Regions from separate parts of the Mus musculus genome. Here all the other regions are linked to region 3. Evidence: chromatin contacts called from public HiChIP or PLAC-seq and promoter capture Hi-C data. All regions are on one chromosome and are shown on one strand. The core of a region is the stretch at or near the end of the contact, and the rest is flanking DNA. Distances in the headings are between cores, read along the strand shown. Region 1 overlaps AU023762 (expressed sequence AU023762). Region 2 holds the start of Pdcd6ip (programmed cell death 6 interacting protein). Region 3 holds the start of Dclk3 (doublecortin-like kinase 3). Region 4 overlaps Gm36745 (a long non-coding RNA gene). Region 5 overlaps Pdcd6ip (programmed cell death 6 interacting protein). Region 6 holds the start of Clasp2 (CLIP associating protein 2).

Evidence for each region. Promoter capture Hi-C pulls out the DNA fragments that hold promoters and counts their contacts. HiChIP or PLAC-seq counts read pairs in DNA pulled down with a chosen protein or histone mark.
Region 1: a contact with region 3 is called in a promoter capture Hi-C map of hippocampal neurons, with 4 times the contacts expected there. The contact joins the enhancer-like site here to the promoter of Dclk3 in region 3. A contact is called at or near these places in 5 of 39 promoter capture datasets (the 3T3-L1 cell line, cranial neural crest, hippocampal neurons and 2 more).
Region 2: an H3K27ac HiChIP or PLAC-seq map of epiblast stem cells shows a contact between it and region 3, with 19 times the contacts expected there. The contact joins the promoter of Pdcd6ip here to the promoter of Dclk3 in region 3. A contact is called at or near these places in 8 of 39 promoter capture datasets (the C10 cell line, cranial neural crest, embryonic stem cells and 5 more) and 3 of 115 datasets of contacts at active chromatin or transcription factors (embryonic stem cells, epiblast stem cells and large pre-B cells).
Region 4: a promoter capture Hi-C map of second pharyngeal arch cranial neural crest shows a contact between it and region 3. The contact joins the enhancer-like site here to the promoter of Dclk3 in region 3. A contact is called at or near these places in 10 of 39 promoter capture datasets (the 3T3-L1 cell line, 3T3-L1-derived adipocytes, the C10 cell line and 6 more).
Region 5: a contact with region 3 is called in a promoter capture Hi-C map of stem cell-derived epiblast-like cells, with 6 times the contacts expected there. The contact joins the enhancer-like site here to the promoter of Dclk3 in region 3. A contact is called at or near these places in 9 of 39 promoter capture datasets (the 3T3-L1 cell line, 3T3-L1-derived adipocytes, the C10 cell line and 6 more), 3 of 115 datasets of contacts at active chromatin or transcription factors (embryonic forebrain, forebrain and stem cell-derived neural progenitor cells) and 1 of 9 other capture datasets (pancreatic islet).
Region 6: a contact with region 3 is called in a promoter capture Hi-C map of frontonasal cranial neural crest. The contact joins the promoter of Clasp2 here to the promoter of Dclk3 in region 3. A contact is called at or near these places in 2 of 39 promoter capture datasets (frontonasal cranial neural crest and liver) and 1 of 115 datasets of contacts at active chromatin or transcription factors (stem cell-derived neural progenitor cells).

What each region holds. Positions count from the first base shown.
Region 1 is chr9:113,514,035-113,516,854 of GRCm38.p6, reverse strand. The region is part of intron 2 of AU023762 (expressed sequence AU023762); the gene reads left to right. Among named protein-coding and RNA genes, the nearest start is that of Gm36540, 47 kb to the right of the region's middle. Within about 2 kb of position 1,499, at least 11 of the 459 cell types and tissues checked have an H3K27ac peak or open chromatin away from gene starts, as enhancers often do. A contact at or near this core is called in hippocampal neurons, where this site is marked.
Region 2 is chr9:113,706,719-113,709,568 of GRCm38.p6, reverse strand. Pdcd6ip (programmed cell death 6 interacting protein) reads left to right here and starts at 1,310. Exons shown (of 18, transcript NM_011052.2): 1 at 1,310-1,670. The coding sequence starts at 1,462.
Region 3 is chr9:111,437,801-111,440,500 of GRCm38.p6, reverse strand. Dclk3 (doublecortin-like kinase 3) reads right to left here and starts at 1,420. Exons shown (of 5, transcript NM_172928.5): 1 at 1,149-1,420. The coding sequence starts at 1,236.
Region 4 is chr9:113,633,769-113,636,468 of GRCm38.p6, reverse strand. Gm36745 (a long non-coding RNA gene) reads left to right here. Exons shown (of 5, transcript XR_379913.3): 5 at 1-632. Among named protein-coding and RNA genes, the nearest start is that of Gm36745, 8.5 kb to the left of the region's middle. Within about 2 kb of position 1,273, at least 5 of the 459 cell types and tissues checked have an H3K27ac peak or open chromatin away from gene starts, as enhancers often do. A contact at or near this core is called in second pharyngeal arch cranial neural crest, where this site is marked.
Region 5 is chr9:113,669,196-113,671,895 of GRCm38.p6, reverse strand. It overlaps Pdcd6ip (programmed cell death 6 interacting protein), which reads left to right. Exons shown (of 18, transcript NM_011052.2): 12 at 1-139. Among named protein-coding and RNA genes, the nearest start is that of Gm36745, 27 kb to the right of the region's middle. Within about 2 kb of position 1,400, at least 25 of the 459 cell types and tissues checked have an H3K27ac peak or open chromatin away from gene starts, as enhancers often do. A contact at or near this core is called in stem cell-derived epiblast-like cells, where this site is marked.
Region 6 is chr9:113,740,109-113,742,826 of GRCm38.p6, reverse strand. It overlaps Clasp2 (CLIP associating protein 2), which reads right to left and starts at 1,354. Exons shown (of 40, transcript NM_001114347.1): 1 at 952-1,354. The coding sequence starts at 1,146.

The sequences.
Region 1 (2,820 bases), core at 250-2,749, 2.1 Mb before region 3:
TGGGGGACTTTTGGTATAGCATTGGAAATGTAAATGAGCTAAATACCTAATAAAAAATGGAAAAAAAAAAGAAGTGGTTCAGATGCCTGGTTTGGAAGTGATATAGGCTATTAGCAATAGAAAACGAAAGCTCTCTGTTTCTCTTGCAGATGTGTGTGTCTGTCCCCATGGCCTTGCTGACTCCAGGGAACTGAGCAATGCACGGGTGTCTCCTATCCAGGTGCCTGTCAACACCACCTTCACATAACACTTTGAACCCAAGCTTTCTCAAGCTGTCACAGAGCCTGACAGGTGTGGTGAGGCTGTAATAAGTCAATTTAACCCAGAGACTGCTAGGCTCTGCCTTGTCCTTAGTGAGTCCTCAGGACTAAGTTGGGAATAGAAGCAACTTTACCTTATGTGGAATCCTGCTGATCAACCCCTCCTCCCTGGGGAGTATTTAGAATATAGGAATATTTTCCCTCTAGTAGCGGAGACAGAAGTGCTACACCGTGGAGTTAGATCCCTAGACCTTAAAACATTGGAGATAAGATCTGCTAAGCCCTCCAGGCTGGCTTTAACGTATGGTCAGCCTCCTGAATGGCTGGAATTATGGGTCTGGCTGAGTGCACATTTGAATTTGAGTTTGGTGTAGTCTGAGATCTGCTTGCAGTGGTGGATGGAAAGGGAGTGCCCGGGGCTTTAACGTGTACAGCTCATGCGACTAAGAACTTACTGCGCGTCCTAGGCCTTTCTGCAGAATTCATGGCAATAATTCGTTTTCTTTTCTCTGCATAGCCCGGGCTGGCTTCAAACTCATGATTCTCCTTCCAGTTACTTTGTCAGTGGTGAGACTGAAGGTCTGCACTGACACACATACACGCACATACACACACACACACACACACACACACACACACGCACACACACAGAGGCACACGCACACACACGACAGTCAGTGAACAGCTTCAGGTGATTTTTCTTAGGTGCAGTCCACATTTTCTGAGGAAGCATGTCACTGTGGCCCAGAACTTGCCCAGCAGGCCAGGGTACCGAGGTCTGTGGATCTGTTTAGCTCCGCCTTCCCAGCATGGGGAATTAAAGACACAAGGGTATGAAACCCATTTTGTTCTTTTTTTTTTTTTTTTTTTTTTTGTGATGTGGGTTTTGAGGGTTGGATTTACATCCCTGCGCTTTCAAGGTAAACACTTTGCCACCAGAACCATTTCCCAGACTTCTCTCTTTTAACATTAGTCTTTAATCCACTTCATTGGACAAGCGAGGAGGCAGAGGTCCAGACCGCGCGCCTGGCTGGTCCTACAACACGAACAGAGCAATAGCAAGTCTGGTTTCTAAGGGCAGAAGGATTTGAGGCAGTGACAGACATGCTCATCCTAAGGAAACATGGAGGACACATAATTTTAATCCGAAAGTGTAGCAAAGAGCTGGCCCCTGGACTCCGTGTGAACGCCGCAAACCCTGGCTGTCGGCTCACCCCATTCAGCTGAGCAGTTTTTGGCAAACATCGGCACATCACATCATCCCCCTCCCCATCTCCACTCGGAGGTTCTTCCGTTTCCAGCACATATGTTCCTCTGTTCTGGAGTTTTTCCTGACAGAAGCAGCAGGTTTTTGACAAACAACTTTAATATTCTTTGCTTCTGTGTGGCTGGCTCTAATAATCCTGAAAGCCTACAAGGTCACGAGGAAGATTAAATCTGAGACATCGGAGGCAGATTTTGACACATCATTATTTAAATCCTGAGCTGCTCTAGGGCTCCTGTCCCCAAGAGCCCTGATTCACTGTCCAAATGAACACCCCAAATTCTACGAGGTTGCTGAGCACGGATTCTGGAGTCCTGACGGGAAATGCCGGCTCTGCTTGGCGTGACAAGGCCCTCGCTTTCTGTCCCGGAAGAGTTATTGCCTGTGGGGAGAATGAGGGTTTCAGGAAATCTGGGTCCTCTCCCATCTCTTGCTGTGGACTTTAGGATTTCATCCAATCTTCACAAATCCTCCATGATTTCTACTTACGAAGTTATTTATATCATTTTGTTTTTTAAAGACATATTTATATTTATTTTTTATTTTTGCGCGCGCGCGCATGTGCGCGCGCGCACACACACACACACACACACACACACACACACATGTATGCTTGCTGTAGCTGTATGGGTCCTTGAATAAACCAGAAGAGGGCGTCAGATCTCCTGGAGCTAGAGTTAGAGGTGGTTTAATGCTTACAACATGCGTGCAGGGAAAAAACCCCTCAGGACCCTTGTAAGAGCAGCTTCTGAGCCATCTCTGCAGCCTATTCTGCTTTATTTTAATTGAGATATATGTTTTTTAAAAATAAAAATGTACATATTTTGAACAGTTTGATAAAAACTTAAATGTATGGTCCAAGTGGGCATAACCCCAATTGAGAGAGGGGCACTTTCACCATTCCAGAGGATACTTGCTCTTCCTAGGATTGTAAGGGCATGCCTACTACATTGCCTGGGCTGATTTTTTTTTCTTTTGAGACAGATATCACTATGTAGCTCTGGCTGTCCACAACTCACTCTGTTGACCAGGCTGGCCTCTACTTCACAGAGATCAGCCTGGCTCTACCTCCTGAGTGCTGGAATTAAAGGCATTGCCACCATACCCAGGTCTTCCTTCCTTCCTTCCTTCCTTCCTTCCTTCCTTCCTTCCTTCCTTCCTCTTTCCCTCCTCCCCTCCCTCCTTCCTTCCTTTCCTCCTTCCCTCCCTCCTCCTCTCCCTCCTCCCTCCCTCCCTCCCTCCCCTCCCTCTCACCCTCCTTCCTTCCTTCCTTCCTCTTTCCCTCCCTCCCTCCCT
Region 2 (2,850 bases), core at 61-2,560, 2.3 Mb before region 3:
CTCAGCAGGGAAAGGTGCTTGCTGTCAATCATGCCCACCTGAGTTCCACCCCTGAGACCCACGTGGTAGAAGGGACTGATTCCAGAAGTTGACCTCTGACCTCTGAGTACTCCCCAATAAATAAACCATAATAAAAATAAACAGTAAAAATACCAGACTTGTCTTCTGGGAGGCCTTCAAGAAACATTCTATGTATGTGCGCGTGAGGGCTGGCCCCAGAGGAGGCCCCAAGAGGGTGATGGGTCGCCTTGAGTTACAGGTGTTGAGTGTGTTCCTAAAGAGGCTACTGGGAACCCAGGTCGGCCTCTCACTCAGGCAGAGCAGCAAACAGTCTTTAACTGCTAATCTATTTCCCCAGTTACCCAGGGAGGCCTTTGTAAAAAATATAAAAAAAATTGCTTAAGTACGACTGATTGTACTAAATAGATTCTAGACACTGACTACAAGTTTCATAATGATTTGTGGTGTCACTCTTCAACTTCCTTTCATTCTAGTCTCTACTTCCCTTTTAAGTTCTGGATATGGGATACTCGTGCTTTAGGTCTGGGGCCTCTTCCCACTTAAGTCTCTCCACCCGTGCTCTCTTTTAATGTCAAATTGCGAGTATTCTTTTAAATTCATCTTCTGGGAGGATGTTTCTTAAATTATCTTGCTTATGCTATGTTCTTCTAAGAGATCTCTTTTTACGTACCTTACTACCGACTGTGTCCTTACCTGGAAGACTGCACGAAGGCAGGGACTTTTTCTACTTTTGCCCTGGGGGGTGGGGGTGGGGGTAAGGCTGCACACACAATGGACCTTCAACCGCACATCACAATACTCCCCAGGGTCTGGTCTCATAGGAGAAAGCATAACAAAGGAGCATTTCACCACCGGGCAGAATATATTGACCTATAAAATTAATTTTTGTAATAAAAAAGGAAAAATACAATCAATTAAAAATATTTTAAAAAGAAAAATAGAGCAGAATCTAAGGAGAATTTAAAATCTTCTTGAGCCGGGTGGTAGTGGCGTATGCCTTTAATCCCAGCATTGGGGAGGCATAGGCAGGAAGATCTCCGCGAGTTCGAGGCCGGCTTGGACTACAAGTCAGTTCCAAGATAGCCAGGGCTACACAGAGAAACCCAGTCTCGAACAAAACAACCAAACCAAACCAAAATAACCAAAAGAATCTTTTTGAAAATTTAATCATCGCAGTAGGCTACCGCCTGATCCCACCACGCAGGCGCCGCACAGGCGAGCCCAGGTGAGCGACGCTTTGGTGGCACCATCACGTGACCGAGCGGCGCGCCCCTCCGACTGCGCCTGCGCGGGGGCTCCCGGAAGTGGCCAGCTCGAAGCGCTGGCGGCCCAGTCCGTCGGCCCGTCGGTCCGCTCCTCCGCTGCCGGTGCCGAGCGCGCCTAGGCCGTGGTCGCTGTCCCTCCGTCTGTGCGGCCCGACGCGGCGGCCGGGCGCTCACCATGGCGTCGTTCATCTGGGTGCAGCTGAAGAAGACCTCGGAGGTGGACCTGGCCAAGCCGCTGGTGAAGTTCATCCAGCAGACGTACCCGAGCGGCGGCGAGGAGCAGGCCCAGTACTGCCGTGCGGCCGAGGAGCTCAGCAAACTGCGGCGCTCGGCGCTCGGTCGCCCGCTGGACAAGCATGAGGGCGCCCTGGAGACGTTGCTGAGGTGGGCCCGGGCGGCGGGGCTCCCTCCCAGCCTCCCTTCCTGTCCCCGCTCCCCTCCCCAGCCTCGCTTCCTCCTCCCTTCATAGCCTTTTCCTCTCCCCCGCGCCTGGCCTCCACTCTGACTCAGGCCAGCAGCGTAGGTGTGGTCAGCATTCTTTCCTGGTGAGAGGACTCATAACCCTGTCCTCCCTTCCGAGTGCCTTCTGTCACCGAGGCTCCTTACCTGGGAGGACGTCTGCCGTGTAATGATCTCTCTGGTTACAGCCGTTTGACCGGTTTTCACTTTTTGGGTGTTACAACTGGAGTCTCCCTTTTACAATCCCTGTTTGTGACTTTATTGGACCACGTCTAGATTTCCTAATAATAGTTACGAAAGGGAAGGGAGAGAATTTGGACACTAAACCAAATGTCGGTGACTTATTATATTGTTCACTTGAAGTAAGTCATCTCATGTTCCAATAATCAAGTGACAGACTGACAGTTGTAAAAGTTAGGAGCTACAGTCGTTTGAAAGAAAACTTGAATGACATAGTAGACCGCTGAGACTGGTTACTTAAAAATCTTTTGACACGGGCGTATGCACGTATGGAATACCCTGGTCCTTTTTGCAATTGGTGACAACCCAGGTACTTGATAATGATAACATTTCCGTGATACCTTATGATCCAATTTCTGGTAATATGATCTTGTTTCATGCAAGGGACGCTGGTGGATTAGGGTGGGAACAGAGCTGTCCAGAGACACCCCTTAGTTTTGGCATCATCTTGCTCCCGTGATGTTTCCTGCATGTGTTGCCAGATGGCCACTAGCAGCCCTTACCGTAGTTAGAATGGCTCCCAGCACTGAGTAGACTTTATCTGTTGACAGAGTGAGGAGCCAGATTTCAAACAGTTCTCTCACGAGAGTTTTAGAGTGGATTTGCTTTAAAGTGCCCGAGTTTTGTAAAACTGTAAGGAACGTCTGCGAGTGCTGGGGTTAGTCACACAGTGCTTGTCTGCGGGTGGTATATGTGGCCTGTGTATCCAGCGGCTGTCTCAAGTGCTTGATGCACATTGTATCATCCGTGCCTCTAAGGCAGTGGTTCTCAAACTGTGGGTCACGGCCCCTTTGGGGTGACGTATCAGACATCCTGCATATCAGATATTTATATTACCATTCGTGATAGTAGCAGAATTACAGGT
Region 3 (2,700 bases), core at 171-2,670:
CGTGGCATCGCGCTAACAATACTATCACAGAGAACTTGCTTTGCTGAAGTTGGGAGTAGACAAACCAGCACTCCACAGCCCTGTTTCCTCCCTGGGGCTCTGCTTTCTCCCCCCCCCCCCCAGGAATAACGTGTCCCTACCTAGAGCTCTGGGAACCTCGCTTCTCTGTGATCCTTAGCCCAACACTAGCCCCAGTAGATCACCCCTGTAAAAGCCAACAGACCCCCCTCTGCAGGCCCCAAAACAGTCTCCTTAATGCCAGCATATGTTATAAGAGCGGTTGAGAGTGGGACCTAGCTCCCACTGGACGGCTATCAACCATCAAGTAGAGGACAGAGAATGGTCTGGACTCAGAAGGAGTGAGGCAGAGAAATGACTCACTATATGGAGCAAGTAACAACCTAATTCCCTCCACAGCTTCTCAGCCCCACTCCCAGCAGGCACATACTCTGGGAAGGTGTCCCCAGACGCCTCTGCCCGGCCCGGGAGCTGCCTCATCCTTTCTCCACCACACCTCGCCCCCAGAGCCAGACGTGGAAAGGAGTGAAAACGTGGGGCTATATTTGAAATGAATTGATGGTTCTATTTCTCCCGCTCTGATCTAGCCTGCTAATTCCCAAACACTCTGCCTGTACTGTTTCTTTCTAACCCCCCTTTGTTCTTCTGTGACTCTCTGGCTAGAAACAGCGCTCTGGAAAGCAGGGTTCAGTAAACCTCTCCACAACTCTTGGATGACCTTTGACAAGGAGGTAGCTCTAGAGCTTCAAAACAGAGGTTCTTTCAGAAAAGGATGGAATGAGGGACGTCTCTGGGTGACTAGTGCCTCCCCCATGAAGATTAATCAACGACAGCTCCCTCTGTGGTGACTCTTCCTGCAGCCTCCTGCACCTGCCCAGTATGTTTTTCCAGGAATGGCGTTCTGATTGCCCAGAGGGGAACCGCTCAAGCTGGTGTCACCCCCTAGCAAGTTTCCCGTTGTGTAGAGGGGTTGCACAAGTACACACATGCACACAACAGACTCACGCAGAGCACACATGAACTCAAATCGCAAGCCTGCACACATGCCTGCACAGTGCATCCCCGTAGGGTCTGCCTCTGCTGCCCCATCGCTCAGAGTGGGGTTCCCGACAGTCACCGAGGGCACTTACCCGGAATGGGAGGCGCAGGGCGACTGGGTGCCGGCGGGGCGGGGGTCGCTGGCGGCGGCGGCGGGCGCAGGACCGGCGCGGCTGGCATGGTTGGCGGCCTGGCTGCAGGTGGCAGCTCTTGGACGTGGCCCGACGGCGGCCAAGCGGGCGCAGGAAGGCGCCGGGACTACTCGCTGCACAGAGCGATCCAGGTCTCCTCTTCCTTTAGGTTGCTGCTGGCGGCAGCCACGGCGCAAGGACAGTCTCCTCAGCGCGAGCTTGACAACCGCGCTGCCGCCGCCGCCCCGCCCCGCCCCTCCCCGCCTCGCCCCGCCTCGCCCTAGGCCACCCGGGGGCGGTGGAGTTGGCAGTGAACTTGAGCAAGCAGGGCGCTCCAGGAGAGCTAGCTGGACAGCCAGTACCCCACAGGATCTCTTCTCTCTCTCTCTCTCTCTCTCTCTCTCTCTCTCTCTCTCTCTCTCTCTCATATCTCTCTCTCTCATATCTCTCTCTCTCATATATCTCCTTCCTACCTCCTTTCTCTCTCCTTCCTTCCCTCCTTCCTTCCCTATTCCCTCTGCCAAGGCTGTTCCAGCTAAGGGACTAGGGGACTGGTTTTGACTTGAGGCTCTACAGTGCTCTCAGTGGGTGACTCCCAAGTCAAGGAGGTCTGGAACCCCAGCAACCCTGCCTCTCCCTGCAGCACAGAGGCCAAACTGTAGGTACGCCACCAAAACGTTCTTTTTGCACCCAGAATCAAAGTTAGGACACAGTGGTTCCAACCCAGGAGGGGAAGAGAGTCAAATAGACGGAGCTTTAGGGATCAGATGCTGAGTCTCCTGCCTTGTGTGGCAGAAGTCAAGCAACACCTGATGGTGGATAACCATCGTTTCCCTGTAGTTTGGCTTAACACACTCGGCAGTAGGGGTCTTGAGCTCTCAGCTCAAGACAACACACCACAGTGCATTTATCCCACACGTTGCTGCATGCTGTGGGGAAAACTAACTGTTCACATATTCACAACCCCCCCACCTTATTAACAGAACACCAATTTTAGCTGAAGACATTGCAACCCTCAATAAAGACTGCATTTCCCAGCTGCCCTGGTGCCAAAACTAACCAATAAGAAAAGGTCTTGGCCAGTGAAATATAACTGGGAAGCTTTGTGTGAGACTCTCAAAATGGTTTTGAGGCTCATAGATGCTTTCCGTGGTCCCGTTCCACCTCCTGCCTCACCTGGCATTCAAATATGGTATCTATAGTATGTTAGATTACAGGAGTAATTTCTCGTTCCATCTTTTAATAGACTTAGACCACCTACCTGTATTAGATAGTCTCATTACTGTGACAAAACACATAAGCTAACCAGTAGCCAATTTTTTAAATTATTTTTTATTATTTTAAATTATGTGCACAAGTATGTGTTGGGAGGTGCACATTGGTGTAGGTGCCCACAGATTTTTGCAGAGGATGTCCAAGCCCCTGGAGCCTGAGTTATAACAACCAACTTGTGAGCCATCTCTTGTGGGTCTGAGAACCAAATTCAAGTCCTCTCCAACACAAGGGAGTACTC
Region 4 (2,700 bases), core at 24-2,523, 2.2 Mb before region 3:
GGAAACTCTGGATGAAAGGAAGCTTCAATCTATGATCTGGGGATCCCTCGGTGCCCCATGGAGCGCCCTGGAGGACCCAACACGGGAAGAAGAAGGAGGAACACTGGGCAGAACTCAGAAGCCCTGGCTTGCTGGAGCGTCTGTTAACTTTATATAATGGGACCAATCTGCAATATCGTTTTTAAAACTTTTGATGCAGTGTCTTCTGTAGCCCAGGCTGGTCTTGAACTTGCAACAGAGTTGACAATCACCTTGAACTTCTGATCTTCTTACTCTCACCTCCTGCATGCTCCAATTATGGTTAGGCACCGTCACAAACGGTCTCTGAAGTGCAGGGGATTGAACCCAGGACTTCACGTACTCTGCCCACCAAGCCACATGCCGGGCCCTCTGCACCATCACTTGGAGGATTCTGATGCTCAGATATTTCCGCACACTCTTCAGTTGAGTTCTCCTCTCTTAGGTCAAAGGTAACCTTAGCACAAAGAGATCGGTGGGGGCAGAGGTGGGGCTTGAGCTCAGGTCATATGTAAAGTCTTCCTTCCTTCCTTCCTTCCTTCCTCCCTCCCTCCCTCCTTCTCTCTCTCTCTCTCTTCCTCCCTCCCTCTCTTCTTCCTTCCTTCCTTCCTCCCTTCCTCTCTCTCTCTCTTCCTCCCTCCCTCTCTTCTTCCTTTCTTCCTTCCTTCCTTCCTTCCTTCTTTCCTTCCTCTCTCTCTTCTCTTTCTCTCTCTCTCTTTCTTTCTTTCTTTCTTTCTTTCTTTCTTTCTTTCTTTCTTTCTTTCTTTCTTGTTTATGAAAATACTTACACAGCCATACATGCTACCATTTTTGCAAATATGTAAGGTACCATGCTTATCCATGATTTGTGGTTTTTTGTTTTGTTTTGTTTTGTTAATTTGCATGCCCCAGCTATGAGTTTTATTTGCTACAAAAACTGTTTGGAATGTTTATCATTTGGAGTTTGAAATTCTTCTTATTTTTTATAACTTAAGAAGCACAAGGTAAATTGAACAAGCCTATGAAGACGTTCAGAGTTTTTTTTTTTCTCCACACACAGAGAATTGAACCCCTAAAGAAAATGTCCTAATGGGGTTAATAAAGGCCAGCATTCCTCAGAGAACTGGGAAATTAATCTGCCGGTTCAAACCTCGGAGGGGTTAATGGAAAGTGTAAGGCAACCGTTGTGCATATTGAAGTGTCTATAAATAGCTCAAAGCCCTGAACTGCCTTCCGAAGCTGCCAGAGCTTTCTTATTAACTCAGCAGCTGCGTGCCACACTAGGATGAGACCTGAATTCATTCCAGGTGCATCCAGGAGACCCCTGCAGTACCTCTCAGCCATGACCAAAGAGAGAGGTGCGGGGGCAGATGGCAGGTTGCTCGGTTATGAGTGATACACAAGATCCTCTTACAGTGAGTGCTGGTGTGTGTGTGTGAGTGTGTGTGTGTGTGTGAGTGTGTGTGTGTGTGTGTGTGAGTGTGTGTGAGTGTGTGTGTGTGTGTGTGTGTGTTTAAGGGAGAGGGGAGAGTTTGTTAGAGTATAAAGCTTACCTGGAGGTTAGAATCTTCTTATTTATTCACCATGTGTGTGTGTTTGTGTGCGCATGCGTGTGCACATGCACGTGGAAGCCAGAGGAAAAGATGAGGCATTGCTCATACTATTTGATGCAGATTCTTCACTGACCTAGAACTTTCCAAATAGGCTATGCTCACTTGCTAGCCAGTCCCAGCGATCCACCTGTCTCAGGCTCTCCAGCAATGAGATTTTGAGTGTGTGCCATGATGGCTTCTCCCATCTCTTGTAGATCAAACTCAGGTCCTCACGATTGTGAGTCAAACACTTCCTTGGCAGAGTCTTCTCCTAGTCACACATCCTTCATATTTTCTTCATAGCAGGATCTTTCGGAGCAGGCCATGGAAGACTTACAAACCTTAAATACTGACAGCTTCCAGCCCCTCGATTTTCATGACAGGAGTCCTCCCTCCCAAGGAGGGCAGGTAACCTGACGGAAACCATGACTCCAAAGAGAACATGGGTTATCCTTGCTATATCCGGTAGCTACCCTTCCTCTACATCTCTGAGGTGTCCTGTCTTACCTGGTATTTGTCACTTCTGCTGCCCTGGGATTCCCTAGATAGCAGGATTATCTCATTTGATTTGAATGCCCAGTACTTGGCAAAGGATCTTGGCACGGGGTAGGTGCTCAGTAAACTTTTGTAAGCAAATTGACTGATTGAAAGAGAGCTTTTTTGGAGAGATTATCCAAGAGCCATTTTTTTTTTCCTACAGAGAGACAGGAGAGGCCATAAGAAGATATTTATTTATTTATTTATTTATTTATTTATTTTTGAGATAAGGTATCACCATGTAGAACAGTCTGGCCTTGAATTCACAGAGACCCAACTGCCTCTCAAGTGCTGGGATTAAAGGTGTGTGCTCCACCATTCTTGGTGGGAAGAAGTTTTGAACAGAAGCCAGGAGACAATGGTGCCTCACATCTATTATGGCGGCTGTCTTCTATGAACTTGAGAAACACTTCGAGCTATTACCTTCACGAGTGAGTACACTGAGGCCCTGGGAGACAGAACACAGAGTCAAGGCATTTCTGCCCAGAGGCCTGACTGCACCCCTGTGTGCTCTGCCAAAGCCCCATTCTTTACGTGAGGCAGCCGTCCTGTTTGGCTGACAGGAATAGAGAGG
Region 5 (2,700 bases), core at 151-2,650, 2.2 Mb before region 3:
AGCTGTGCAAGCGGATGGACAGGTGAAGGAGCGCTACCAGTCCCATCGAGACACCATCGCACTTCTGTGTAAGCCGGAGCCAGAGCTGAATGCTGCCATCCCCTCTGCTAACCCAGCAAAGACCATGCAGGGCAGCGAGGTGAGAAGGGAGAACGTGACATGGGGAGTCCTGTGTTCATGGGACTCTGTTCAAGTTGCTACGTAGAGACTGCCAGAGTCTTACTGCCAACTCAGCCGAAGGGGCTTGGGGTGCAGCTTCATGGAAGGCCACTTGTTTAGCTTGCACCAGGCTTGGGGTTTGAGTCCAAGTACCACACATTCTTGTATGCTCACAGACAGACACATAAACACATACAGAAGTAAATCGGGGTTGTTATATCAAAACTAGCATTCTATACATTGAGTGATAGTGGAGTTATTGATTAATGTCCTGTTGGAATTTTCATTTGTTGAGTTACTTTTGTGAGCTGGTACTTCATATGCTAACAGTGTTTAACTCAGATGTTGTAAAAGGGAAGCTTAGAAAGGACAGAAACTTCCCTTGGGGTGAAGAAGATGGGAGCCTTCCAACTTTAGTTTCTTTGTTCTTCATGATTTTCTTTGTATTCCACATGGTTTGAAGGGAAGATTGGCAAGGTGTGCATGTTAGTAAATGGACAGCATCAGGATGATATTTCTAATGATGGCAGGAGAGCGAACCCACAGAGCCTCTCATTAGGGAAGTCTTAGAGAGGAGAGAAAATGCAGGCAGAATGTGGTGGTGGCTGCTGTAAGGTCAGTTGTATTACATTAGAGGCTCCCTGCTGCCTAGGAAGTAAGTCCAGGCAAGTAAGAAACAGTGTATTGAAAAGGTACATTTCCAGGCACAATAGATTTCTAAAGTTGTTAATACTCTTCTTTATTTCTCTTTGTATAGAATAATTATATATATTCTAGCAAGACTTACTTCGTGAGTACTTACTGTGTTAAGTACTTTGTAAAATTAGCAAATGAATATAACCTTTCTTTATCTCAGCTTGTTGTCCAGTGTGGAACCTTTGTCATGTACAAAGATGACAATGATTGGTTACAAGTTTATAAACTCAGCAGGAAAAGCATCGGGGTTGCTGTTCGGATTTAGACAGTAGTGTGGGGCACCACTTTGGGAGTCTTCTTGGGAAACTGGTATACTGTGAGAACAGAGGGAGAATACATGAGCACAGCTGAGGTTCCTCATGGCCTCAGCTGTGTTCATGTATTGAGTGCACTGGTAGAGGGTGTGGAGGGCAGAGCAGGTCCCGGGCAGCACTCAACAGCAGGAGAGCTGCAGAGCAGTGTGTCTAAGGGATCCAGGGCTACAGGATGGGTGGACCAGGAATGCCAGCTACATGCCTGGATCTGGTCAGAACACGAGGATGTGAAGAGCAAGGAATCTAAACACGAGAATAGCCCCAGGGAACAGCAACAGGATCCCTAACCCCTGCCCTGCAGGGCTGAGGATTAAACCAGGGCCTGGTGCATATTATATGGGCATTCTACCACTGAGCTGTGTCCCCAGCTTACTCCCAACCCCCCTTTTCAGAGACAAAGCCTTTCTACATGCCCAAGCAAGCCTTTAACCTGAAACATTCCTATGTCTGTCCTGGCAGAGCAGGGGATTGAATAGCTGGGTAAGCATGCTATTACAGAGCTGCATCTCCAGCCCTTGGCACGTTTCTTTTTTGTTTTTTGTTTTTTTAATTTTAGAGAAAGATAGCTGTGGGACACATCTTTCTTATTCTTTTTGGTCTCTTCTATTTTCTTTCCCCGCTGGGGATTGAAACCAAAGGTTTGTTAGGTTCTACAGTCCCAGACCATTGGTGTCTTATTGATAAATTTATATGGATTGATTTCTCTTTCATGGAAAAGCAAAAATCATTTATGCTAAGCAAAATCAGAACTAGTAAGCCATTATTTTTTTGTAAATTTATTAATTTAAATTAACAGAGGCTTTTTGATAATCTGTAATGCCATTGCACACAGAGGTAAAGTCTTTTTTTGGGGTGGGGGTGTGTTTCAAGACAGGGTTTCTCTGTGTAGCCCTGGGTGCCCTGGAACTCACTCTGTAAACCAGGCTGGCCTCGAACTCAGAAATCCTCCTGCCTCTGCCTCCCGAGTGCTGGGATTAAAGGCGTGCGCCACCACGCCCGGCACTAGAGGTAAAATCTTTTATAATCAACACTAAGTTATTGTATTGAAGCTGGATTTCCTGACAGGTACAAAGAAAATGTTCAGCACGCTGTGCTTATGTATCATGAGCCTCTGTTAATTTAGAAGACATCATATGTTATCAAAGCTGATTCAAACTTTTACCGTAAACTTTGATGATCGTTTTCCCAGAGTGTTCATGGTAAAACATTGCTGTCTGACAGCCAGGCATGGTGTGCATGACTGGGTAGAGACTTGTGAGATCTCTGAGTTCGAGGTTAACCGGGTCTGCATAGTGAGATCCAGGTTAGCCAGGCTGCATGATGAGACTCTGTCTTAAATATATGTGTTTCTTGTTCTTTTTCTTTGGCTCGCTTTTCTTTTGTTTGTTTATTTTGACTTATTCCAGTTTGTTTTTGTTTTATTTTATTACTTTTCATTAGATGCCTGTGCTTCTAAGGAGAGATAGGAAGGGCATGGATCTGGGTGGATAGGGAGATGGAGAGAAATCAGGAGGAGTTGGGGGAAGGGAAA
Region 6 (2,718 bases), core at 105-2,604, 2.3 Mb before region 3:
GATCTCATCATTAAAACTGCTTTTCTTGTCTCTATAGATAGAAGCTTTCAAAGTACAGCCTATTTGCTGGATACATCACTAAGAATCGTTCCATCCACGGGAGCTCCCGCCTGCATTTTAAAGCAATACTGCCACCAGAAGACTAAAAAGAAAAGTAACCACTAACAACTCCAACTAATTACAGAATATTCACTTTTCTCCATCGGTGGCTACATAACAACTCCCTGATGCTGACCGGACACCCATTCCTCCTCGTACCTTACCGCACTCCTCCCCATTCCCGCTTCGTTTGCAGCATCAACTAAACCATAGTGTTTCAAATCTAAGTTCGTCCCAACTGCGGGAAAACAAGAGAACTGATGAGTGGTCAACGGCTTTCTGCTGTCAATTAAGGGAAATGTGAATAAATGCCATGAGATGAGCAGTCCTTCCGTGCGAAGGACCTGAATACGCGCTAACGGTGCTTTTGGGTGATCTCAACCTTCACGTAAAGACTACGAAAGAAAAGAGGGAGAAAGGGAGAGGGGAGAGGAAAAGAGAGGAGGGAGACGGGGAGGGAACGACAGAGGAAAGAGAGGGAGGAAGAGAGAAGCAAAAAAGAAAAAAAAAGGAAGAGAGGCGGAGAGGGATGAAGAGAGGGTAGAGAGAAAAGAAACTGGAGATTAAGTATAACAGCAAGAGATGAACTTGACGGTCCAACTTCACGCCGTACTCAAACGCCCCATCTCAGCGCAGGCGTTGCCATCGGGCGTAGACAAACGTTACAAAGTCTTAAAGCCTTGGGCCGCAAGTTACCACTTTGTAAAGCGCCAAGCAACACAGCAACGTGTCACCGAACCGCCGCCTGGGGCCGTACCCCAAGCCCTGGGGGGCGATGCCAGCGCGTCCCCGGACCCCGGCGGCAGCGCGCCCGCCCGCCCCGGCCGCGCGCCCGTTCGCACCGCCGCTCACCCGGTAGTTGCTCGAGCCCACCCAGCGGGTGAGCGCGTCCACGGTCTTAGCCAGGCGGCTCGGATCGTCCTCCAGGTCCGGGATGGCTCCGGGCGTGCCGAGGCAGAGCAGCAGCTCCTCGCCCGCCTGCAGCCGGCCGCTCACGTCCTTCTGCAGCACTTGGGCGCAGAAGTACTCGGCGCCGCGGGGCTCCATGGCCGCGCCCGCCACCCCTCACACGCCCGTCGCCCCTTACACGCCAACTTTCCTCGCAGCACCGCCGAGGCGCGGCGGTGAAGCCTCCGGGACGCGCCGACACGCAGAGACGCCGCTGCCTGGGGTGCGGCGGCCGGCGGGGGACGGCCCCCCTAAACTAATCAAACTCGGCGCCCCCCGGTCCCAGCCCCGCTTCAGAGGCTGCGGCTGCCGGCGACGTCAGCGCGCGCGTGACGTCAGAGCGACGCGCCCGGCCTCCAGCCCGGCCTCCCGGCGCGCCCGAGCCCCTGTGGGCTGCGGCCTGTGGCGCTACTGATGGCCCGAGCCTTGGGCTGTCGGGGCCGTGTGGGTCGCCTCGCGTGGGCGACCCTGGAAGGCCAGTGTGGGAATTCCGGCATCTCCGGCGATTCGCTCCGCCGCCATCATCAAGACTCAAAACTTTTTGGTACTTCTCTCCCTGCCCCGCCCCTGCCGTCTCTTAAAACCGGAATACACGGGTCGCGTTCTTCCTCGGCACAGGCCTGGCTGTCCCTTCCTGCTGCCACCCCCACAGTCGCCCTGGAGGACTTTCTGTTTCCAGTTGATACCGAGGTTTTGCAAATGGATCCACATTTTCTCTTGACGCACTTTCACCTCCCACCCTCACTTCGGGAAGCCCCCAGACCGCCGTTACCCACTAACCACCTCTGCCCTGGGCGACTTTAATTTGATTTTTGTTTGGACAGAGACTAAAGGCAGCACAGGATGTCCTCGAACTCACCCTACAGTATGGTCTTACATTTCTGGCCCTACCCCTGCCTCCCAAGCCTGAGCCACAGAACTCGAGTTTTGTTTGGGGATGGCTGGGGCCGTTAACTTATAAGATTTCTTTTTATTTCATGTGTACGTGTGTGCACCTGAGTGTGCCCGCTTGCAGAAACCAAAAGTTCCAGGAAGTCAGATCTGGATGGAGTTAAGTGGCAGTTGTAAGCCACCTGATGTGAATGCTGGGAACTGAACCTGGGTTCTCTGCAAAAGCAGCAAACCCTCTTAACTGCTGAGCCATCTCTCCAGCCCAGTGTTGTAGAGAACAGGTTTAGCTGTGACACTTGGACGAGTCGGGAACTCAGTCTCTTGCATTCTAAACTTATTTCTAACATGGTAGGGTAATTTTCCATTTTTTAAAGTTATGTAACTCCACACTGTGTTCTTTTTCCTTTCCTCCCCCTCTCCCAGTTTCTTTAACCCTGATCCCAATATCCCTAGGGCTCAATCTGCTGCTGTAATCTTTGGGTCTAACTTCTCATAGCAAAATGTTGGTATTTCATTCCATGAAGTACGTATCTTAAAAGTCTCTACCTTTTTATACTTAATCCTTCCCCGTTATACTCTGACTTGTTGATCCATCCGTCCATATAGCAATAGGCCTCTGGGTTGTTTGCAGTTTTCCATAATGGTTGGCATAAGCACCTGAGTTTGGGTGCCCTTGGAGGCAGAGGCATCATCAGATCTCTTGCAGATGACTTAGATTCGATTCCCAGGATCCACATGGCAGCTCACAACCATCTAGCTACAGTTCCAGAGGATCCGATG